Linked DNA regions of Mus musculus: region 2 is linked to region 1. The links are chromatin contacts, called in public promoter capture Hi-C maps. All regions are on one chromosome and are shown on one strand. The core of a region is the stretch at or near the end of the contact, and the rest is flanking DNA. Distances in the headings are between cores, read along the strand shown. Region 1 overlaps Prtg (protogenin). Region 2 overlaps Prtg (protogenin).

The links. Capture Hi-C pulls out chosen DNA fragments and counts their contacts.
Region 2: a contact with region 1 is called in a promoter capture Hi-C map of liver, with 2.1 times the contacts expected there. The contact joins two enhancer-like sites. A contact is called at or near these places in 1 of 39 promoter capture datasets (embryonic stem cells), 1 of 115 datasets of contacts at active chromatin or transcription factors (embryonic stem cells) and 3 of 9 other capture datasets (adipose tissue, liver and pancreatic islet).

Annotation. Positions count from the first base shown.
Region 1 is chr9:72,836,299-72,840,814 of GRCm38.p6, reverse strand. All of the region lies in intron 2 of Prtg (protogenin), which reads right to left. Among named protein-coding and RNA genes, the nearest start is that of Prtg, 31 kb to the right of the region's middle. Within about 2 kb of position 2,459, at least 64 of the 459 cell types and tissues checked have an H3K27ac peak or open chromatin away from gene starts, as enhancers often do. A contact at or near this core is called in liver, where this site is marked.
Region 2 is chr9:72,911,505-72,916,020 of GRCm38.p6, reverse strand. It overlaps Prtg (protogenin), which reads right to left. Exons shown (of 20, transcript NM_175485.4): 20 at 1-4,117. The coding sequence ends at 3,719. Among named protein-coding and RNA genes, the nearest start is that of Pygo1, 12 kb to the left of the region's middle. Within about 2 kb of position 2,525, at least 23 of the 459 cell types and tissues checked have an H3K27ac peak or open chromatin away from gene starts, as enhancers often do. A contact at or near this core is called in liver, where this site is marked.

The DNA of each region.
Region 1 (4,516 bases), core at 1,210-3,709:
AACTCCAATTTCAGAAGACCTTACGCCCTCTTCAGGTCTCCTCCACTACTGCATGCACACAGAGCACAAACATACGTGTGGGCAAATACACATAAATGTGGAAATAAAAATAAACATTTTGTAAAAGCAAAACTAATAATAATATTCCTTTCGCTGGGTGGTGGTGGTGCACGTCTTTAATCCCAGCACTTGGGAGGCAGAGGCAGGTGGATTTCTGAGTTCGAGGCCAGCCTGGTCTACAGAGTGAGTTCCAGGACAGCCGGGGCTATACAGAGATACCCTGTCTCGAAAAACCAAAAATAGATAGATAGATAGATAGATAGATAGATAGATAGATAGATAGATAAAAAATTCCTTTCATTTATTTCTATCTTTGGAAAAGAATTACACTGATGTGTTATTTACATTAATAAGTAATAGAACAATGTTTTCATATGTAAAATAATGAAAGTCTAATAATTAAATCAGCCAGTTTAATTATTACTAGGAATTAGCAATAGATTTAAGTGTTGTCCATGATGCAACATGCCTTTAGTCCCAGCACTCAGGAGGCAGAAGCAGGTGGGTCTTTGTGAGTTCAAACCAAACCAAATCAAACCAACCAAACAAAAAGATATGTGACATAAAAATTTTAAAAGTATAAAGAGTAAGACTAAAAGTTCTAGAACTACTATCCAAGAGCATCAAACTCTAAATACTAATACAGATTTTCCCTTAACAAAACAAAACAACTCGTTCTATTTCTTCTGTGTGTATTGGGGTGCAGGTTACACATGTGCCACAGCATGAAGATGATGGTCACAGGGAAACTAGTGGGAGCTGGTTTTTTCCTTCCACCATGTAGGTCCTGAGACCAAGCTCAGGAACTCAGGCCTGGCAGCAAGCACGTTGGCCCACTAAGCCATCTTGCTAGCCCCTTTTCCTTTTGATGGTTACTTTCTAGAACACTTATCTACAAGCTCATGAATCCTAGACCGACCGGCCGGCAGACCACCACTGCTATTCACCTCCTAAAGACCTGGGAAGCTGGGCGGGGAGACAGCTGGTCCAGTGTCTGCTGTGCACGCTTGAGCTGATCCCTAGAAAGCAACGCTGGCTCCAGCCCTCTGTGCCGGCAGTCCCAGCCTGGAACAGGAAGATGTCTGTAGCTGGAGTCCTGAAAAGCAGCAAGAGACATGAGCCCCAGCAAGCACCTCTGATTCTTGGCTGCAGATGCAGGGTGACCAGCATCTTCCTCACACTTCCGCTGCCCTGATTCCTGACGTCATAGACTACCCACGACTGTGAGTCAAACCCTTTCTTCTTTGAGTTGTGTTTGTCAGACATTTCATCGTGGAGATGAGAAAAGTAACTAATAATTCCCTTTACAAATATGTTCCACGCCTGACGCAGTGTTTAACTCCCATTGGCTTCATCTGTTAAAGGCCTCCACAGTTCAACCTGCCATCCAAAGCTACACACGTATCACACACACATAAAAATGCTGTCAGAAAGCATCATCGCACTCAGTGGTTAAAAACACAATGCACCATCAAGACTCTTAGTTCATTTCCCAGCATCCATACCAGGTGGCTCCTAACTGCCAACACCTCAGGCCTCCGAGGCACCCTCCACATATGCACACTTTAAAAAATAAATACTGACTTTAATCCCAATGCCGGGGAGGCAGAGGCAGGGCAGATCTTTTGTGAGCTCAAGGCTAGCCTGGTCTACATGATAAGTTCCGGGACAGCCAGTGTTACATAGTGAGACCCTGTCTCAAAGCAAAAAGTAAATAAGTTTTGGTTAGTTTAATTACTGAACAGATGGAATGTATCTATCCTTGGTTTAGTATAAGAAAAGGGTGAAATTTTTAATGCCAAATATATATGTTTAAGTGTTCTTGACTGGGTACAGTAAACAGGCTAGTTGGTGGAGGTGAAAGATCCAATTTGACATCAATTACTTCAAAACCAAACTCAAATAAAGCAGCCATTTTAAAATATATAACAGCACATATAACATCTCTGGGCACTGAACCCAGGGTCTCATACACGCTAAGAAAGAATGCCCCACTTAGTCAGGACCCAGTCTATAAAGCTTTCCACACATTGCTATGGTTTGAATATAAAACCCACTTTTATACACTTTTGGGTTTGAATATAAAACCCATTCCCACCCTTCCCCCAAAAGTATATCTCTGCTCTTAAAGATATTCTGCAAAATTATAATGCAAAGGAGCCAATTTCCATGAATCATACATTAACATCACCCTATTGCTCACATGATTACATGACTCATCTATCCACTCTCAAGCCATGAGGATTGGCTCTGAATTATACAATAACAGGCTAGATTCACTGACTTCTAACTGGAAACATATTTTAATCCTATCCATTTCAGCAAACTTTTAGACTAAAGTGATCTCTCCTAAGTTTACCGACTCATTCAACAAATATTTATCTGGTGTCTGGTGCTCTCCAGGTGGCAACAATCCAACCAAGGACAAAGCGAAGAGGGCTGCGCTCAGGAATCAGAGTAGACAGGGGTATTTAACTAAATTGCTGTTCAAGTTGGTAGCTCAAACTGCCATAAATGCTGGGGAGGTGAAGTATAGAATGTCACAACACAGGTTTCAAGCCTTTTATGACACAAGAGCCTGACATACGGTTTGCTGCTAGGTTCTGTGCTATGGGTGGGATACAGTCTAGTTTCTTTAATTCTTATAGCTGTGTCATCCTAATATTCAGCTAGCTAAGAGGTGGGCACGGAGATCTGAAGCCTGGTGGTTAGCAAGACTGTATATGAACTCTCTCGCAAGCCTGAGCTACTCAACGTGTTTATGGAAGATGACAGCTGGAGATTCTGTATCTCTGAGTAGCACTGCTCAGAACAGGCCCAAATGCACTGGCTTTCTAGCTGGCTAAGACTGTGTGTCAAATCCCTGAATTTCTGACCAAAGAGATGCCTTTAAAACCTCTGCTTGGAGCTGATGATGCAGTTCGGTGGTAGAGTACTTACCCAGCATGCACAAGCCTTCCAAACCCCAACCCCATTGCAAAACTAAACAAATAAAACCTTGTGTTTACAGACATTTACTGAGGCTATTATCTCATCTTTACAGAGGAAAGTATGTAAATTAAATTACCTTCGTTTAAAGTTTATTTAATTAACCCATATATCTTTAAAAAAAACAAACCAAAACAAAAACTGGTCGGGTCTTGTGACACACACTCCAGACTGAGCGGGGAGGATTACAAGCTTGAAGCCAGCTTGGTTCTATTTTGATTATTCTTTTTTTCTCTTTTTCTTATGTGTATAATGTATACATGTGTATGTGCATATTTTTTTCATGTGTGGGCACATACGTCCACGCATGCACCTGCAGGCCAGAGGCTGACATCTGGAATCATCTTCACTCTCCCACCTCAGTCCCTGAAGCAGGCTCTCTCCATCAAACTCTGAGCTTGAGGATTTGGCTTTCCTGGGCCACTCCTGGGAAATAGTTCCTCCTCCCAGGGTTGGAATTCCAGGCGGGCTGCTGCCCTAACCCTGCATCAATTTGGGTTTCTGGATATCTGAATTCTGGTCCTCATTCCTGCATGACAAGCACTTTTACCACTGAGCTGGCTCTGTGAGCCATCTCCCAGGCCCTGGTTTTTTTTTTAATGTTGTTTAAAGCTGAGTAAGTAAATAAGCCCTTCGCTGTATGTTGGAGCCTGCTAAGACTTGACAGCGGGATCTTTTTGTTGCCCACATTTTCTGTTCTTTATTTAAATTACAAATTTAAATATCCTCACACAAACCTCAGCTTGCTTCCTGATGTGGACTTTGTTTCTGCGAGAAATGTATGCCTTTACAAGCCTACGGCCTCCTCGTGAAACCTGACCTCCCTTCATGGTCCAGCTAAACAAGCCAAGAGCCGCACAAGGAGCCCTTAAAGTAGTGCTGTTAAGAGGCCAGAGCTCTATAAAACAGCCCGGACACAAGGTCCCCCAAAACATGCGCTATTCTCAAAAACAACCTTGCAAACACAATAAATGTAAGTGCCTATTTGATTTGTGACTTCCTCTTCATCTGCCCACTTAATCATTTTCTATGATTTACAGGCAGGGCTGTAAAGGTTGCTCAGATGAAACCAGTCCCCAAACTTTTACTGGATCAGAAAGCAACACAGAAGTAAGAGATTGTACACTGGAAATAATGTACAACCAATTAAGTGGATGGGCCAACATTAGCTTGCATATTAAGTCAGTAGGACATTCCTGCATCTTTAAAGCTAGGCATGGCAGCACAACCCTTAACTCTCAGCACTAAGTAGGCAGAGATTCTCTGTGAATTTGAGGACAGCCAAGAATATTAAGAGAGATTCTATTGGAGGAGAAGGAAGAAAAAGAGGAGGAAGAGGAAGAAGAGCTTTTTTAAATTAAAAATTATAGGTACATAATTTGTAATAAATCGTTTTTTAAATAATTCAATTGGTAACTTATAGCAACTTTATAGGCTCTCCTCGGTCTAGTAAGAAAATGTTGCTTTT
Region 2 (4,516 bases), core at 1,276-3,775, 75 kb before region 1:
AATGTACAGAATCGAACCATGAATTACAGCAGGCTCTGACTTCCTAAAATGCATGCTGCCCCCTTCCTCCGACTGCTGCAATTGATGACAGGAGTGAACCACCCCAGCCTTCGATGACAGGAAGCACTGTTTCCAATGGCGGGGACTTAAGCGGTGCTCCTGACTGGTCAGCTATGAGCCTTTTTTATGCTGTTTGCAGAAGTCCTGCAGAAGAGAGACAGCAGTGCGTACCCCAGTCTCTGCTGCATTGCTGCCATTGCTCGTGTCTGAGGTAAAGGCAAGAGAGCTTCTAACAAACACATCAGGAGCATCTCACCCCCTGGCACTTTAACAGGGTTTCACTTGAGATCGAAAGCCAGCTTTTCGACGCAATGAAAATCTTATGATTTAGGAACCGTATTTGAACCCAAAGCACTGCCCGTCCGAACAGTGGCACCTTTTGGTTTCCTCAAGCTGTCTGAGTATCTAGAGAAGGACTTTACATAGGAATGCAGACGACTTAGAATGATGTAGGGGTTCCCACAATACAGACAAGCCTGATGCTCTCTCTGCCGACCTATCACCCTCACAGGCTGTATGGAAGCAGCACACCATGTAGTAAAAACACACCTGAGACTGAGTGAGCAGACACCATGGAAATAAATCCTCAGGACGCTGTCTGCACAGAGGAGAGGTTCTGGAGAGACAGTTTGTTAACACAAAACAACAAACAACAGTTCAATGTACAGCTAAACTTTCCTATATTCTGAGGTAACCTTAAATATCTTTGGTTTTTAATTTCTTTTTAATTTGCTGATATAAAGTACTCGAATAAAAAACACTGATAAATACCAATATAACTGTATTGCTTTTAACTATGTAAACTTAGCCTTTTGATATTTTCTTTTTGCCACTAAAGCTATATTCCCTATCTGTTTCTAAATAAATTTACTTTAAACCTGCTCATCTTTACTTACAGGCTAAACTATATATTTTAATGGTCTTTGGTATGAAAATACCGATGAGCAGTATATTGTAATATTTGACATTAAAAAATGACAGGCAGCCAGGTTATCACCGCTTCCAGCAAATACGTTTTTGGAAAATGAAACAGTTTCTAATTTGCATGTCAGCTTATTTGGAGTTGAATACGATGAATAATGAAACCTCGAGGAAGACATGATAACCTTCACACTTTAGTTGGAATTTCGTACTTCAGACTTCAGAGAGGCTGGCTTTCACCAAGCCTAAAACCTCTGTTGAACATTAAATACTTTAGTCCATGACATTAGTAGTAATATTTATTTTTTTCTCTCCAACAAGTAATTTCAACAATTAGAAAATACATTAATACTATAGAGTTGAAGGTTTCGTTACTTGCTGGAGAAAAAAAAAACCTTACAGTTTAAAGAGTTTGTAACCATATGCTGGCAAGGAAATTAAAATTTATTTTAAACTCTGGTGACGGTAAGGTAGTTTATGTCACTAGCCTAATTAATTTTAACTATCAATATAAACCCTTCAGATTAGGGTTAGAAATTGTTTATATTCGAGTCTATATCTGTTTCTAGTGAATTGGATTTAAGGTACTTATCATAGAAATTTTACTGTCTACTGAAAATTCTTTGGTAACAGAATTGACAGAAAAGTCTGTATAAGAACAAAAAATGAACTAGTAAATAATTATAAGCTAAAGACCTATCATAACTAAGGGCCTATTTATCATTAAACAGAGCACGTTCTTCCAGAAATGTCCTGTCCCAGCCTTTCGGATGATCCAGGCAGGGAACACGGTTTAAATATGCATGGCCTTAAACCTGCTTTCCCCTTTTCGATCTGTTTGCTTCTGACTTGTGATCCCATTGTGCCCTTCATTTTAGATACTGAGAGAAGTTGGCCCACGTACTTCTACTTACGAACCAAACACCACCATACCCTGTCAATGCACCCGCCCATGCAACATGAGCTCAAGAGTAACAAAAAAGTCCCTGAGTACAGGAAAGAACAATAACACTAGAATAACTTTAAAAAGGAGGTAGTATAAACAGGAGCGCGAAGGCAGGGGAAGGAAGCCATTTTTTCTCCCCTCCGACTGTTTACCTAAAGCTCTGCTTTTTTTTTTTTTCTTTCTTCTTTCTTTTTTCCCCCCATTTTGCCGAGAAGCCCATGGTGAATGGGACAGAACTGTGCTGAGTAGTGCCTGGGCTTCTAAGAAAGTCCAATTTGGCACAAAACTTAGAATGACGATGAAAACTGTGGCAGTGTCAGGCTTTCGCAATAGATGACACTGGGGTGATAACACCATTTGGCAGGACCTGCCTTGTCTGTGCATGGAGGGACGGTTTCAAGGGAAAACCCACGGAGGGCTTTTCTTTTAAAATGCAATTCAAAGCCACTTCCAAAAAAATTTCAGGGAGGGCAAAACTCATGATTTTAAAAGGCTAAGGACTTGTTTCTTCTTTTCACAGCTCAGTCTTTGTCCTTCCCACGTGGCTCGGCACCTAGCATGTTGCCTTGTGACGGAGAAGGCTGCCGGATCAGAAGAGGAGACAATTTGTTGATTTTAAACCAGAGAATGAACTCGCTTCTGGAGTGTTAGTGGGCTACGAAGCCAGAGTTCAGCCGCCAGGGTGATAGGGAGCAAACCTGAGCTTCAAAAAGAGAGCAGCTTCATCAAGGTGCCAGATAGCACAGCTATCGCTAAGATCCAAGCTTTTTTTTTTTTAAGGCAAATTTTTGGTACCTTTTTTCCTAAACATCTTCGTGAATATTAAAAAGGTATAAGGCAAAATTTCTCACAATGGAAGGCACTGCTATTATGAAAACCTCAAGTCTGTCTTAATCTCTACTGTTTCGTTTATCTTCATTCTTAATATTTAATAACATTTCTTCTTTGCCCCATTTGAAGCCAAACTGAGATTTTAAAAAAGAAAATCTGAACCATTAAAAAAAAAATCCACTTTCCTACATTGTATTTTGCAGCTAGCTCTGTAAACTTTGAAAACGTTCCACAAGACAGCGCAGCCCTTGGCCGGCTGTGGAGCAAAGGGAAAGGTGGTTTTGCAGGCTGAGGGCAGGCTGATGCAGGCTGGAGCAAAATTCTCCTGCTCTGGTGTCCCAAACCCAACAGCTTTGCAAGGACACGATCCCCTATGTACTATGGAATGTTCTCTTCTCCAAAGAGACGTATTTGTTTCTTCCATTCAAATAAATATACTCCCATATTTTCTCCTCACAGCCAGAGGTGTTACATTATCACGGTTCTTTAAAAAAAAAAAAAAAAAATCAGAGCTTCAGATCAACATCTTTCCTCTCCTACCTATCGGACTCCTTCAGTCACACACAGCACACACACAATGGACACACAGCGTCACTAGCAAGTCCCGCTGGTTATGCCACTGAGAGAAACCAGCACTCGAAGAAGGCAGCACAGTTGTCTTCAGAGTCTGCCCACAGCAAACTGAGGTAGCTATTCAGCAGAGGGCTTAGGCAGTCTTCCCTCCGCTCCAGTGATTTATCTTAGAGTCCAGTCAAGCATCTTGACTGCCCTTTTTCACATTGTTGACAGTTGAAACATTCAAAATTCGTAAGCTTAAAAATAGTTTAAAAAAAAAGATAAAAAACAAACAAACAAAACAAACAATAAACAGTAAGACATCAAGATTTTCACAAAAGGCTTTGGCTCCCTGCTCATTGTCCTTCGAACAGGTGCTTGTTGTGAATCCCTGAGCGTGGCTGTCTAGACCGGAAAACCCTCGGCAGCATATCGCAGCCCCGCAGATGTCTGCGGAGCTGAGGTCTGCTCAGCTGGCAAGGGCTGCGCAGGGTCTCCGTGCTTCTTCGGTGCAGCATCCCCATCAGAATCGCCACCAGCGAGGGGATTCGAGGTGGGGGGCGTGCTGCTGATGACGGAGGACAGGTGTATCTCATCATTGGACTCATGGGAAAACCTTCCGGAATCCCCTGTCTCATGGCTGCCTTCACTGTTCGCTGAATGCTCTGTGTCAAGGGCAGTAGCCCCAAAAGGTCTTGGGAAGCTGGCGGTCTGGCCTGGGGAGCCGGGGGAATCTTCATCGCTGATCAGCACGGTGGTGCCCGGCTGGTAAAAGCAGACGGCCTGAGTAAATCTTCTTTGAGTCTAGGCAAGAATAGATAAGGTAGCCATGAGATAGCAAATAGTTCAAGTTCGAGAACAAGTTCCAGAACTCCCATTGTGCTGGCGGGAGTGGTGCAAGCCTTTAATCCCAGCATTTGGGAGACAGAGGCAGGCGGATGTCTGAGTTCAATTCAAACCAGATCCATTGAGCTAGCTACAAAACAGAGAAGGATACACAAAGAAACCCTGTTTGGAAAAGCTAAAACCAAAAACCAAAACAAAATAAACAAAAAAAAGGCATGTCATAAATGGACTGTCTGTGTGATCAGTGGCTCCCCCTAGGTGACTGGGAGCACTTCTGAACTAGAACCTTCCTTGGCAGGTCTGGAGAGATGGCTCAGCCACTAAGACCACATTTTGCTCTGATAGGACACCACATCT